Linked DNA regions of Sus scrofa: regions 2, 3, 4 and 5 are each linked to region 1. A link is a contact called in public HiChIP or PLAC-seq data. All regions are on one chromosome and are shown on one strand. Each heading gives the region's core, a stretch centred on a gene start, on an enhancer-like site or on the middle of the called end of the contact. The rest is flanking DNA. Distances are from core to core; before and after follow the strand shown. Region 1 overlaps LOC102164422. Region 2 overlaps TGFB2 (transforming growth factor beta-2). Region 3 has its middle 130 kb from the start of TGFB2. Region 4 has its middle 160 kb from the start of TGFB2. Region 5 overlaps LOC102164422.

Region 1 (2,641 bases), core at 69-2,568:
AAACAAAGCCAGATGGACTGATGGAGCTCATTCAGGAGCCCGCAGACAGGTGCAATGGAAGTACCCGCAAGTGATGCCTAAGACTGAAGGTGGAGGATTGGGCTGAAACTGCCCAAACCGACAGCGATGTTTTCTCTCTTTCTCTTGGACAGGCAACAGGGTCAAGACTTACACATTTGTGTAAGAACCGTTTTGCCATTTTAAACAAATCAACACTCACAAATCACAGCCCTCCCTGCCCCAAGGTTCATCTGCCTTGTGTCATCCTTTGGTGACAAAAAGCAAACTTCAAAACAAAACAAAACAAAAATGCAGGCTGGTAGTAAAGCCTTCTTTCACCAAGGTCCGGCCTTGGGGCTAAATGGGAGCGTTCTGCCAGCCATCAAACTTAACGGCCTTTAAACATGTGCAACATTTCTCTCAGCAAATTGGTTCCTTAATATGGTAAAATGTGCGGCACCCAAGGGGAAATGCTGGTGATCTCAGAGGCCAAAGCTGATGGAGTCACAGTACGGTATTCCTGAAAAGCACTCCTACTTTCCACTTTGATACAACCAGAAGCAAATACGAGAGGCAGGAGGTTTTGACATCCATTGTTTATTCTCACTGAAATTTTCCTCCTATAGAGCACAGCACAGTGGTTTAATTCATAGCTTATGGGATTTTTAAAAATATAAACCATTCAAATTTTTTCTATATTAATCAGTGGTTTCTAAAGATCCACAGGGATAAATAAACCCTGCAAGCTGGCAGGGGCTTTTCGTGGCATAACCACTGGTAGTTATAAACAGTAAACAAAACATAGTAACCATTTTAAGCACAAGAGATTGCTGTATCACTGGGGGCATAAATCATTAGTTTAATAATTTCAGCAGCAGTGTCTCTAAAGCAAAATTAAGCCAACAGTTCCCCCTGTGGCAATAATGAAGTACTGTAATGTGAAAAGAAAAAAACAACCAAGAGAAGGCATTATTGTGCCTTGGAACCGACTGCAAATTCAAGTTCAACACAGAACTGTAGCACTCTTGTCTCTGAGCTGCTCTTGTGAGAGGTGGAGAGGGGGTTGCCTCCAAACCCCACGTCTCTTTTTGGGGACATTTTGACAAGCACAAGTGCACTTTCATTTAAGCCCCCCATGGCCGGCATGCACCGTACGGAGGGCACGGAAGCGATGACATGTCCCAATTGAGAAGATGACGCATTTCTCTCAGCTGTGTAGGCAGACATTATTCACAGATTTCGAGAGCGCCAAAGGGGTGCCAGGCCCGGGACAGGACACGGAGATGACACAGGTTCCCTTCCAGGGGCTCTCGAGCTAGATGGCCAACAATCTGAACAGAAACGCTTGGCAGCTGTGAGCTGGGCCAGTCCACCCAGCCACATGAGTAAAGCTGGCCTGTCTTTCCCATGAATTTCACCCAGTGCCAAAGTTCATTTTAAAAAAAACAAAACTGGCTAATAATCTGTGCACTTTGGCTAAGTGTACTTGCCAGTGGGGCGTTATCCAACAAGAGGAGTCCAGGGAGACCTTCGTGATTCCCCCTGCTGTACGGGGTCAGTTCTATAGAACCTTCCCTTTCCGCCCGGATTTCTCCATCTCTTTCATGAAACCAGTATAGTCCTGCCATTTTCCTTACCAAAAAAAAAAAAAAAAGTTCTGGAGTTCCCATCGTGGCTCAGTGGTGGTTAACGAATCCAACTAGGAACCGTGAGGTTGCGGGTTCGATCCCTGGCCTTGCTCAGTGGGTTAAGGATCCAGCATTGCTGTGAGCTGTGGTGTAGGTTGCAGACGTGGCTCGGATCCCATGTTGCTGTGGCTCTGGCATATGCCGGTGGCTACAGCTCCGATTAGATCCCTTGCCTGGGAACCTCCATATGCTGCGGGAGTGGCCCAAGAAATGGCAAAAAGACAAAAAAAAAAGTTCTGATTGGAGACAGGGGTTTTTCCCCCTCAATAATACCATTTATTTAAGGCAGGATTTTACTTACTAACACCATTCCCTATGTTTTTTAGAGTACTTATTACAGACACAATTATCTCTTTGGAATGTATTTGGTTTTAAAAGTATGATTTTTAAAATAATACAGAAGCTGTATTATTTTCACGAAACTGACTCCCAGCTTGACTCTCTTATGCACTGGATTGAAGTGGTGATTTTAACAACACAGGGATACAGATTAATCTAGCAAGTACAGGGTCAGAAGCACTCTTATGGAACAGACACAACCTAATGATTTAGAAATCGTTAATCAACAGATGGTTTTTTTTCCCCTGGGGGGGAGGTGGCTTTGTTTTCAACTGTGATACTTTAGATACAGTTGTCTTAAAGAACCCAGTGACTTTCCTTAGTAGGTCAGATTACAGATGCAATCGCTTGCTGTACACATGCTCCTTTATTAATCTGAAACGAGACAATGAGATGGAGAAGATGGCTCTCTCTGCACCTTTAAGAAAAAGTTTTTCTCCACAAGCTAAATATATTATTACATCTTTTAACTCTCTCTCGCCAAATAAATTTTGAAAGGTACCAAGCGAGCATCATCACCCTCCTCTACCCTGTACTGTAAGTGTGGCAGGGAAGCATCGTGTATACACAGCGTCGACTAGCACATCTCATTTATGGTCAAAGAAAAGTTAGAG
Region 2 (2,641 bases), core at 56-2,555, 460 kb before region 1:
GAGGGGTACAAACTCTTAGGTATGAAATAAGCTGCAAGGATACATTGTACAACCCAAGGAATATGTTTGGTATTTTATAATAACGATAAATGGAGTAGAAACTTTAGAAATTGTGACTCTGTATATTGTACACCTGTAACTTGTAATATTGTACAGCAACAATATAGTTCAATTTTATTTTATTTTATTATTATTATTTTTTGCCTTTTAGGGCTGTTCCTGCAGCATATGAAGGTTCCCAGGCTAGGGACTGAATTGGAGTTGCAGCTGCTGGCCTTGACCACAGCCACAGCAACTCGGGATCCGAGCTGTGTCTGCAACCTTCTGTGACCTACACCACAGCTGATGGCAATGCCGGATCCCTTATCCACTGAGCGAGGCCAGGGATTGAACCCACATCCTCAAGGATACTAGTCAGGTTCATTTCCGCTGAGCAGCAACGGGAACATCTATCCTTCAATTTTCAAAAAGTCACATAGGTTTCAAGTGGAAGAGCTGAGAGAAAAGCAGGCAGCTGTCTCCAGATCAGTTCAGCAGAGAAATGCAGCCAAATGCTAACAGTTCTTAGGTCCAAAGGGTGGGATCATAGTTCTTATTTCTCTGAGTTATTCTTTTGCCTTATAATCTTCATGTAGTAAAGACATATGACTATGAAAGAATTTTTATTCAAAAGGCAAAATCATTCAACAATATTAACACCCCAGGGCTAGCTAGTTGGCACAGCCTACCCCATGGAATTTGGTGGGGATAAAACATAAACTCAGGTCTTTATGTGATATGGTCGTGCAACAGTTTTGCTAGGGTTGCCGTCTGGTGTGGGCCTTGGTTTTGGCTGCTGCCTTTCCAAAGAGCCACGAGGCGAGGGGACGAAGCCTTAAGGGACATCTCTGGAGTGTCCTTAGGCAGGTGGCCAAATTTTCAGCTTGGCGAGAGCAGCAGCAGCACTGACCCCAGAGGAGAGGGGAGGCGGGAGATTTGGTCCAGTTGTCCCAAGCCCCCTCGCTCTGAGCCAACCATCTGTTTCCCTTTCATCTGTCCCTGTCATCTGCGCGGTCTCTTGTTCTGAACACGTTTTATTTCTTTTGAAAAGTGGACCCGTGTCATCCAGGTTTCTGGCGAACTCCCCTTCTCCCGAAATTCCCCTGGGGATGGACGGGAATAAAAGGAGTTCGCTGAGCCCTTGGCAGCCAAGGTGACCTTGTCTGTACGTGGCTCAGATCCTTCCTCGCCACAGAAATGGGATTCCAAACCAGACCCAGCAAGAGCCAGTCGAGAAGCTTCACAGAATCCGAGCAGGGTGTTCAGCCTCGTGCATAGTTTTGAGATGACTCACTCTGCACTGCTTCCTAAAAGAGACTCATTAAGTTACGGTAACATTTTAGGCTGGCATTTCTAGTGCCAACAGAAAACAGGAGGGGCAAATGCTTTGGACACTGCCTGTTCCTGTGCACCACTACCCCAGCGATCTCTTTTTTCACTTTTCAAGCCTTCTTTGTCCCCTGACCCAAGGCAAAGCCTGCAAGAGGCTGCCTTCTGATGCCCCAGGGGCCCGGCAATGACCCCTCACAGCCTGCCCAGGACGCCAGTGTTCCCATTGTCTCACCCTGTTACCAAACCCTTGCCCCAGCCCCTCAGGCGGGACCCTCCGGTCTGCTCTGTTCCTTGCAGCAGTTCTGTTCTCTGTTTATTAACAATTCAGATGTACTGTCCTGAAATGAGTGGAAATGCCAGAGGTTATTTGTTCTGGTTTCCTTCCACTGTGTATGCTCCGTTTCCGTGGCTGTCTGTTGGTTACCTAGGATATGGCCAGGAGAGGCAATGGATTGGCTGGGAGCTTGGCTGGATGTGCTGGGAGGCTGTGGAGCAGGGCTTAGTGGTCAGAAAGATGCCCTATTTGAGTGCCTGATTAACCACTCAGTGACCCCTTCTGGGCTGAGCTCAGAATGTCCTGTCCAGGGTTTCCAGGGTTCCCCTTATATTCCCCCTGTTTTGGCTTTTCCCCAACTGGTGGTATAAATTTCTATCTCTGCTACCGCTATGCTAAAAGCAATGGTCCTACATTACTCTGTGCTGTGTCCAGCACAGTTCAAAGCACACAAAAGATGTTTAATATCAGTAGGTCGACTATATGCCTAGATAAATCCTTGTTCTGTTCCTTCAGAGTCTACAAGGAACTCAGCATTTTATATTCCACCACTGGTTTTGTTGAAAAATAAAACGAATGTATTAATCACCTACAGCCTTAACTGTATATAACTTGTTTTGGATATAACTTGTTTAATCTTCACAATAATTTTGACAAAGTAGGCATTATTACCTTCAATTTTAATTGTACCATCCTAAATGCAGGGAGATGAAGGAATTTTCCCCTGAAATCACTCGATCAATAAGTAATGAAGTCAGGATTCGGGGCCCTGAGTGTCTTATGGTTTACCCTGTTTTATATGGCCCCCAAACTACATTGCTAATGAATTCAACTGGGAACCTGTACTTTTTGGAAAGAGTCAAAGAGTTGAGATGGAAAATAAATGAATGAGGGAGTTCCCGTTGTGGTGGGTTATGAACTCGACTCGTATCCATGAGGATCAAATTCCATCCCTGGCCTCATTCAGTGGGATCAGGATCTGGCGTTGCCGTGAGC
Region 3 (2,641 bases), core at 94-2,593, 430 kb before region 1:
TACTTAAAAAATAAAACCAACATCATTCCTTTATGCTAGGGTTTCCTGCTGCCTACCCTGCTCTAGTTCCTTTCTTTAGAGCAAAATTCCTGGTTTTTGAGTTTTTCCACTCATGACCTTCTTTCTTTCCTTCACTTGATCTTCGAGGCTCTCCGATCAGGTTTTCTTCTTTTTCTAAAGATGCTCTTGCCAAACTCACCAAGACGATGCTCGTGACCCAGACTGATGGTCCCCTTTCAGACCTCTTCCAGGTGAGACGCAGCTGCATGTGACTCAGTTGGTTTCACTGTTTCTCCAAACGCTCCCCAACTGGGTGCTCTGACATCACTGTTTCATGCTCCTCTGACACCCCCCCCCCCCCCCCCCCCGCTGGCTGCCCCTTCTCAGGATTTGCTGGAACCTTCGCTCCATAATACTACAGGGATAATCAGGGCCGGCACCTGCAGGCTGGAGAATCCAGGGGCTCCCTCTTCCCTCGCACAGGTGCCTCCCACGAGAAACAGCCATGAGCAGTGACAGGCTTGGAGAAATGGCCAAGGTTCCCTCAGTTAGTAAAAGATCGAGTCTGTTTCATAGAAACATCACACGACAAAGGAAGCCAGCAGAGGCTTCTTGATTCTAGGGGAGGGAGGGGTGGGTGTGAGAAAGTGCAAGGGAGACTGTATAAACATACCCGAGGTCAAAGATCACAGCAGCCCCAGCCAGGCTAAAATATGGGGGGTTGGATGTGCCAGGCTGGGCGGGCAGGGTGCAGTCTTTCGGGGAGGTGAGGGGTGGGGAGCGGAAGGGGTCTGCGACCCATGCTTATCTATCAGCCCAAGTTTTGATCGCAAGGCTGGGAAAGACGCGGCCAGAAATAAACGTTTAGGGCATGACATTCTTTCCGTGTTAGGACACCACATTCTTGCTATTTGGTGACAAATGACTGAACAGCGAGCTGGGTCCCATTTATGATCTAATTCTGTAAAAATGAAACTCCGGGCCTCCGCTTCCGAGCCTTCCAGGAAAGAGTTAACTTTGAATCTTAGCGCCTCACGCGCGGGTCTTCCTTTTCGGTGAATGACAGGCTTGGATGCTGAACGGGTCCTCTTCCTTCTGTGGGTTTTTTGTTTTTTTTTTCACCCCCCCTGCTTTCTGTGGAAGAGAACTCTCTGGCCTGGCCTCTTCCCCTTGACTTTAAACCACTGGTAATGAGCAGATACCCTCTATCTAAAGATTGCAGAGAGAGGCAACAAGAAGTGGAAATCATTCCCTCTTTAGGGAAAGTGAGACAGAGAGAGCCTGAGTGTGTGTGGGTGTGTCTGGGGTGCGGGCTCCGTGGCTCACGTAGGAAGAGACTGAGAGCAGTTCAGCTCTAGGGGAACTTGCTGCCTGTGAAGCCTCCAGCTGCCTGAACAAAGCTTCCAATAATACACGGTGACATTTACACAAATATTTGTGGTTGTGCTTTCCACTTCTTCTTATAGGAAACAAGAGAGATTTTTAAATGCTTGAGCGATGTGATCAGTGGACAGTAGTGGGAAAGAATTTCCCCGAAACTTGACTTGTAATCAAAAGAAGGAAGGAAGATCTGAAAGAACCGAGAATATTTCAGCTAATCAGGATATGGCACTTTCCAACATCTGGATGTCCAAACAAATGTTTTGAATTCAATACTATTAACATGTGTCACTTAAATGAATATTTTCCTTTGGAGCCAATTGGGTGGTTACATTTTTGGCCGTCATCTCGCAGTCTGTTGCTTACATTACCTGACCCGCCGTCCGTTTTCCTTGTGTTGGCTGTGGGAAAGAAAAAAAAAAAAAGGTGGAAAATGTCTCAGAACCTGGAAAAGAGTATTGAGACTGCGACTCATCTTTTAATTGAACCACTTCAAATAGAAGCTCTCTCGGGATGATCTTCTCCCCGTCTCTGACATCACGTGTAACAAAAAGAGTCCGTTCTGTTTGGATCAAAAAGATGGGGGGGGGGGGAAATTCCACAGAATAAGATGGGATTTTTTTTTTTTTTTAAGCCTGAAATAGAAGGTCAGGTCTCTGTCTTTATTCTTTTGACTTTTAACCAAACCAACCAAGCAAACAACCTCCTTAGATTAAGAAGTGTTTTTAGGAGGTCCTCATAAGATAACTTAACCGATCATTTCAAAAGCCCTGCGCAAGAACCTCATTGCCCACTATTTTTAGCCCTCTGCTCTTTGCAGAAACGTTTTTCCCCCCTTCTTTAAAAAAGTTTTTGGCCACCCTACAGCCTGTGGAGTTCCCAGGCCAGGGATCAGATCTGTACCACAGCTGCAGCAATGCCAGGTCTTTTAACCTTCTGTGCCAGGGGCTGGGATCGAACCAGCATCCTGGTGCCGCAGATACGCAGCTGATGGGACCTCCATCTTCGCAGAAGCCTTAAGCACCTTTTCTGTAAGGAAGAGTCCAAGGACCTCTGTGAGGTCGAGGAGGGGGAGGAGGAGGAAGAGAAGGGCAGCCTTGGTCTGCTCTGTGTGGGGCTGTGCATGTGTGCGCGCATGTGTGTGTGTGTGGATATGTGTGTGAACATATGCATGTATGTGAGTGTGAGTACACATGGGCATGAGTGGGTATGCATATCTACGTGTGCATGGTGAGTATCTTTCCTTTTAATCAGCTCGTCA
Region 4 (2,641 bases), core at 54-2,553, 410 kb before region 1:
TTGGGAAAAGTTCAGCTAGCCCTGTTTGCCTATCTCTTTGCCATTTTTTTTACTCCCAAACACTTAGTTCATTAGACTCTGCTAGACAAGGCAGAAAAGCTCTTAGGATGCATCTAAATTCTTCTACCACCTGGAATTTCTCTCTCTCTTCCTTCCTTCCTTCCTTCCTTCCTTCCTTCCTTCCTTCCTTCCTTCCTTCCTTCCTTCCTTCCTTCCTTCCTTTCTTTCTTTCTTTCTTTCTTTCTTTCTTTCTTTCTTTCTTTCTTTCTTTCTTTCTTTCTTTCCTTTCATTCTCTTTCCCTTCCTTCCTTCCTTCCTTCCTTCCTTTCTTCTGTCTGTCTGTCTTTTGAGGGCTGCACCCGCAGCACATGGAGGTTTCCAGGCTAGGGGTCAAACCGGAGCTGTGGCTGCCAGCCTACGCCACAGCCATAGCAACACGGGATCCAAGCCGCATCTAGTATGTACACCATAGCTCACGGCAACGCTGGATCCTTTACCCACTGAGTGAGGCCAGGGATCGAACTTACGTCCTCATGGATGCTAGTCAGATTCATTTCTGCTGCGCCACAACGGGAACTCCACCTGGAATTTCGTGACAGTGGTTGGAAGCACCTCCATCATAAGACAAGTGAAGAAGCTCAGATAAAGTCTCACCACTCCCACCCTTCCCCCAGCCCACATAATTTTAGAAAGAAAGCATTCCTAAGAGAAGCTATTAGTTCCCTAAATTGGCAACGGGAGTAGGAAAACCATAAATGACAAAAATACACACGGCACTGATGCTAGAAGTGGGTCCTATTTTACATCCCTGTCCATTTGCGGGCTTTCTTCCCTGACCTGGTCAGCGCTGTCAGCTTCCTTGGGGTTAAACATAGCCCAGAAACACGTTGCTACAAAACAGAATGGAAAACACCGGGCCCAGTTTAACTTGATTTCTCTGGATCAGGGTGGGTCACTGTTACCCTGAAATAGCATGTGAACAGGGTAATTTTCTCAAAGTCTTTCTACCATATTAAATTACCCAAATAAATAGCAGCTATATTTTATCTGCAGTATCAGCAAGATCGTATAACACAACGTAGGCTGGTATCACTTACCAAGCTGGGCTTAAAAACACACATGCGCACACACACAGAAAAAAACCGGAGTGGAATATTGGAAAGAGTTGGGCGTTGATGCATATACCACAGCATGCCTTGTTTATTAGCGTATTATGATGAATTAGAGCTTTAGATCTGACTAATTGATTCAGAATCCCCGTGCTCAAATGTGATGCCTGCTCTTATAAACCAAAGTTGAAGGCTGATTTCTCCAGCTGAATGCGGCCAAGAGGGCTGCCTCCATGGAGTGATACCCCTCTGGGCTGGCATAAGATGTGTTCCATGAACTTGGAAGCGATTGGAAGGGGTACAATTGTTCCTTTACCCTGTGAACCAGAAGCAGAAAGGAGAGGGAACCCAGTGAATACAGGATGACAGTGTTTCCTGATTTTCATCTTCTTGCCTGTAGATTTCCAACTCAGCCCAGCCTCCACAACTAGAAACCTGGTACTCAGCATGGGGGGCACACCTGATTCAGGGAAACGATCTATAGATTAGCTAGTTTTCATTAAATGTCCTCATTCGTCGGTTCTATTACTTTTAAGGGACGGTGTTACTTAAGCCAAATGTCAACAGAGGGTTCCCAGATTCTAGCAGATCTGTTACCTAAACAACCCTTTTCATTGCTGTTAGACTCTTATTGAACTGTTCCTGCAGTTTAATGATTTAAAGTTTAGCACCCTCGGTAATCTTGTTTATAGTATAATATAAACATATTTGAGGTTAAGTAGATAAAAATCTAAATAAAATTGAGTTTAAGTTTTTGTAATTAGAAGAGTAAAGAAAAAAAAAAAAAAACCCAAACCCAACCCGCTGTAACATCTTTTCATTAGATGCTATAGAAATGGCAATTTTAGGAGTTCCCTGGTGGCTCAGTAGGTTAGGTATCCAGCTTTGTCACTGCTGCGGCTCTGGAGACTTGTGGCACGGGTTTGATCCCTGGCCTGGGAAATTCCACATGCCACGTGTGGCCAAAAGATAAAAATTAAAATGGCACTTAAAAAAAAAAAGTCACTTCCATTGTCATTTTCTTGGTAATTGATATTAACTAAGTGGAGGAGTTCCCACTGTGGCACAGTGGATTAAGAAGCTGACGGCAGCAGCTCAGGTCATCTCTGAGGCACAGGTTCGATCCCTAGTCCAGTGCACTGGGTCAAAGGATCCAACACTGTGACAGCTACAGCATAGGTCACGGCTGCAGGGTGGATTCAATCCCTGGCCCAGGAACTTTCATATGCTGTGGGTGTGACCATTAAAAAAAAAAGATAATAAATAAATGGGTAGTAATATTTATTTTAAAGAAATTACTTTGAGCTCATGTTCACAGAAGCAAAGAATCATCAAGTTTGAAGAGACATTCAGAGTTATCCCGTTAACCCAGTACTGAAAGCCCTTCTTTCTATGACTTCCTGGTAATGTTATTTATGCTCAGACTCCTTTAGCAGCGGGATCTCACTTTCTGGGACAATCCATTCCCGCCTTTGTATAGCTGAGGCAGTTGAAAAGTTCTTTCTTAAGATGAGCTAAAATCTGCTTTCCTG
Region 5 (2,641 bases), core at 38-2,537, 260 kb before region 1:
TAGAACTTCAGAAGAGCCATATATTCTACGACCTTCCTGTTCCCCCTAGGAAACCTTCTTTCATAAAAGAAATAGAAGGAATTCACATTTAATGTGTTTGCTTCTTCTCCCTGGGAGCCAGTTTGGGTCTCATCCAGTCTTTCCAGGACGAGTAAATCCAGTTTTTTGGTACCACTTTCCCCTAGGTGCCCACAACAGAGATGAAAACCATGTGAGATTACTGGATGGTACGGAAACAGCGATGTGTATTCAAGGTTTCGAGGAAGCAACAGCTTATGCCTACTTAGCAATGCAAAGTACATCCTGTCAATTTTCTGGAAAGAAGACTGGAATTTGAGTAATCTTATACTATAGGCTGACTTTCAGGATTCCTCATTTTGAAAAGAATGAGAATGGGAAACTATCCAGAACCAGAGCTCTTTGCAATAATGCTGGGGGAAAAAAAAAAGAAGCTGAAACTTACCTTCCCATCTTCTTTCATGCAAGACACCCCCACTCGGCAACTCCTCTGAGTTCAGAGCTTCCCAGATAACAGCCAGAAGAGAGGAAAAACTAGTAACTCCTTTCCTTTAATCATGTTTGCAGAGACTCAGGTTCTAAACGCCGTGCCAATGGAATGCTGGAAATAAAGGCACCCGTTAGGATAATATTTAACAAAGCATTTTGACCTGGCACCAAGCTTCCATTAATGGAATTAAGAAAGGTCTGCCAGTGTTCTGGGGAAGATGATTTCCCACAGTTCCCCTCCAAAATGTTTTCAAATATGCAGAAGGGGAAAAAAAAAAGAGAGAGATGAATCAAGCAGAATACCTCATGGACAATTTTTCTAAGCTGGGATGAATTATGTTAGCTTCTGTTCCCTGATCATTCCCTTCCCCATGAAATGTATGGATATTTCCATTGCCCTAATCAGCAGAGACAGTTTAAAAATTGATCTGGAAAATCGGCAGTTGACCCTGTGATCCTGCACTTTGTCGACACGTTCAATCACATCTGGTCTTGAACTGTAAAATTGTTGGCCTGTTCCCCAGCACACTCCTCTGACAGCTGCATGCATTTTGTCCACAGAATAACTCCTCTCCCAGAGCCTTCGGAAACCAGGACAACACAGCTTTCATTGCTAGATTCCCCTAACCACGAAGAGAATTCTAATAAGTTTCTATGAAAAGGTCCTTTGGCTTAAGATTTTCCAAAGGAAAAAGCATTAGGAAAGAACTCAGGCAATGGTCTACACTTGGGCCTGGGGAAGATCTTGATTTAGCTTCTGACTCTATCTTTGACCCTCAGTTATCCGAAAAGGAGATGCACTCACTCCTGCCCTCTGAAAAAGAAAATATTGTAGGGATTGAATTAAAGTGCTGCTACTTTGAAAACACTTAAAAAACAGTCGTGTTAAGTTACTCTTTAACCCAGCAGCAATATCCTGCCCCTTTTGTTTAGAACAACTTGGTATTTTATAATAAAATATATAGATTCACTATATCAGCAAGAGTTAGTGCTGAGTGTCTGTCTCCCATGTGTCAAACTCATTCCTGAAAATATGCTCCATGTAGAATCTAAAATATGACACAACTAAACCTATCTATGAAACAGAAACAGACTCACAGACATAGAGAACAGACTTGTGGTTGCCAAGGGGGAGAAAGGATGGACTGGGGCTTGGGGTTAGCAGATGCATACTTTTATATATGTGTAACTAAATCACTTTGTTGCACACCAGAAGCTAAGACAACACTGTAAATCGACTATACTTCAACAAAATAAAATTTAAAAAAAGAAGATAAGAAAAGTGCACGGAGGGTTTGATGGCTTGAAAGAGCACACATCAATTCAACTAATATTCTCCTGGCCAGAGCATCGTCCTAAGACAAGAGAGGCTGAGGATCACTAGTAGCCTCTGCTACTCTTTTATATAATACCTGCGATTTCCAAATCTTCCATTTTCCATGACCTGCGACATTCTCGTTCCAACCTTCAACTTGTAAGAACTGAAAATTCCCCCTTTATTAAATATTTTAAAAGATGAAAATAGCGTGTGTATCACCTCTATAAAAGAGAATAAAGATATAATTTAGGAGTTCCCTGGTGACCTATTGGTTAAGGATCGTACAGGGTCACTATTGTGTTGTGGGTTGATCCCTGGCCCAGGAACTTCTACATGCCACAAACGTAACCAAAAAAGAAAAAAAATTATCTCTCTCTCTCTGTATATATATATATATAGAGAGAGAGAGAGAGAGAGAGGGAGAGATACAGATATAGATATAAATGATTGGGTCACTATACTGTACAGCAGAAACTGACACAACACTATAAATCAACTGTACTCAAATTAAAAAAAGACATGTTTTAGCTAAGGAGGAAATCCACCTTTTGATTTTAAACTATTGTTTCAGGCTATACGTAATATACTCAAAGGTTATCTCTTTAAACTGTTTGCATTTATTGAACACATATTGGACGATCTCCTTTGACTCACCTAACTTCACATGAGCTAAAATAGCCCTGCATTTAAGTAACAGACTCGGAGGTCTTTCACCACATGTCCACGGCCACACAGCTGGCTGAGTGGGTGAATCAGACAGGATTAGGACGCGCGGCTCTGCTTGTCAGCCCAGCGCGCATGCTGACAGCACGCTAG

The links. HiChIP or PLAC-seq counts read pairs in DNA pulled down with a chosen protein or histone mark.
Region 2: a contact with region 1 is called in an H3K27ac HiChIP or PLAC-seq map of skeletal muscle, with 5 times the contacts expected there. The contact joins two enhancer-like sites. A contact is called at or near these places in 1 of 47 Hi-C or Micro-C datasets (embryonic fibroblasts) and 1 of 2 datasets of contacts at active chromatin or transcription factors (skeletal muscle).
Region 3: an H3K27ac HiChIP or PLAC-seq map of skeletal muscle shows a contact between it and region 1. The contact joins two enhancer-like sites. A contact is called at or near these places in 1 of 47 Hi-C or Micro-C datasets (embryonic fibroblasts) and 1 of 2 datasets of contacts at active chromatin or transcription factors (skeletal muscle).
Region 4: a contact with region 1 is called in an H3K27ac HiChIP or PLAC-seq map of skeletal muscle. The contact joins two enhancer-like sites. A contact is called at or near these places in 3 of 47 Hi-C or Micro-C datasets (embryonic fibroblasts, retroperitoneal adipose tissue and subcutaneous adipose tissue) and 1 of 2 datasets of contacts at active chromatin or transcription factors (skeletal muscle).
Region 5: a contact with region 1 is called in an H3K27ac HiChIP or PLAC-seq map of skeletal muscle, with 6 times the contacts expected there. The contact joins two enhancer-like sites. A contact is called at or near these places in 2 of 47 Hi-C or Micro-C datasets (embryonic fibroblasts and fetal skeletal muscle) and 1 of 2 datasets of contacts at active chromatin or transcription factors (skeletal muscle).

What each region holds. Positions count from the first base shown.
Region 1 is chr10:8,868,138-8,870,778 of Sscrofa11.1, forward strand. All of the region lies in intron 2 of LOC102164422, which reads right to left. Among named protein-coding and RNA genes, the nearest start is that of LYPLAL1, 77 kb to the right of the region's middle. Within about 2 kb of position 1,319, at least 15 of the 83 cell types and tissues checked have an H3K27ac peak or open chromatin away from gene starts, as enhancers often do. A contact at or near this core is called in fetal skeletal muscle and skeletal muscle, where this site is marked.
Region 2 is chr10:8,405,461-8,408,101 of Sscrofa11.1, forward strand. The region is part of intron 6 of TGFB2 (transforming growth factor beta-2); the gene reads left to right. Among named protein-coding and RNA genes, the nearest start is that of TGFB2, 100 kb to the left of the region's middle. Within about 2 kb of position 1,306, at least 42 of the 83 cell types and tissues checked have an H3K27ac peak or open chromatin away from gene starts, as enhancers often do. A contact at or near this core is called in skeletal muscle, where this site is marked.
Region 3 is chr10:8,436,213-8,438,853 of Sscrofa11.1, forward strand. No RefSeq gene overlaps it. Among named protein-coding and RNA genes, the nearest start is that of TGFB2, 130 kb to the left of the region's middle. Within about 2 kb of position 1,344, at least 31 of the 83 cell types and tissues checked have an H3K27ac peak or open chromatin away from gene starts, as enhancers often do. A contact at or near this core is called in skeletal muscle, where this site is marked.
Region 4 is chr10:8,462,653-8,465,293 of Sscrofa11.1, forward strand. No RefSeq gene overlaps it. Among named protein-coding and RNA genes, the nearest start is that of TGFB2, 160 kb to the left of the region's middle. Within about 2 kb of position 1,304, at least 2 of the 83 cell types and tissues checked have an H3K27ac peak or open chromatin away from gene starts, as enhancers often do. A contact at or near this core is called in skeletal muscle, where this site is marked.
Region 5 is chr10:8,611,599-8,614,239 of Sscrofa11.1, forward strand. It overlaps LOC102164422, which reads right to left. Exons shown (of 11, transcript XR_002336182.1): 7 at 464-619. Among named protein-coding and RNA genes, the nearest start is that of TGFB2, 310 kb to the left of the region's middle. Within about 2 kb of position 1,288, at least 9 of the 83 cell types and tissues checked have an H3K27ac peak or open chromatin away from gene starts, as enhancers often do. A contact at or near this core is called in fetal skeletal muscle and skeletal muscle, where this site is marked.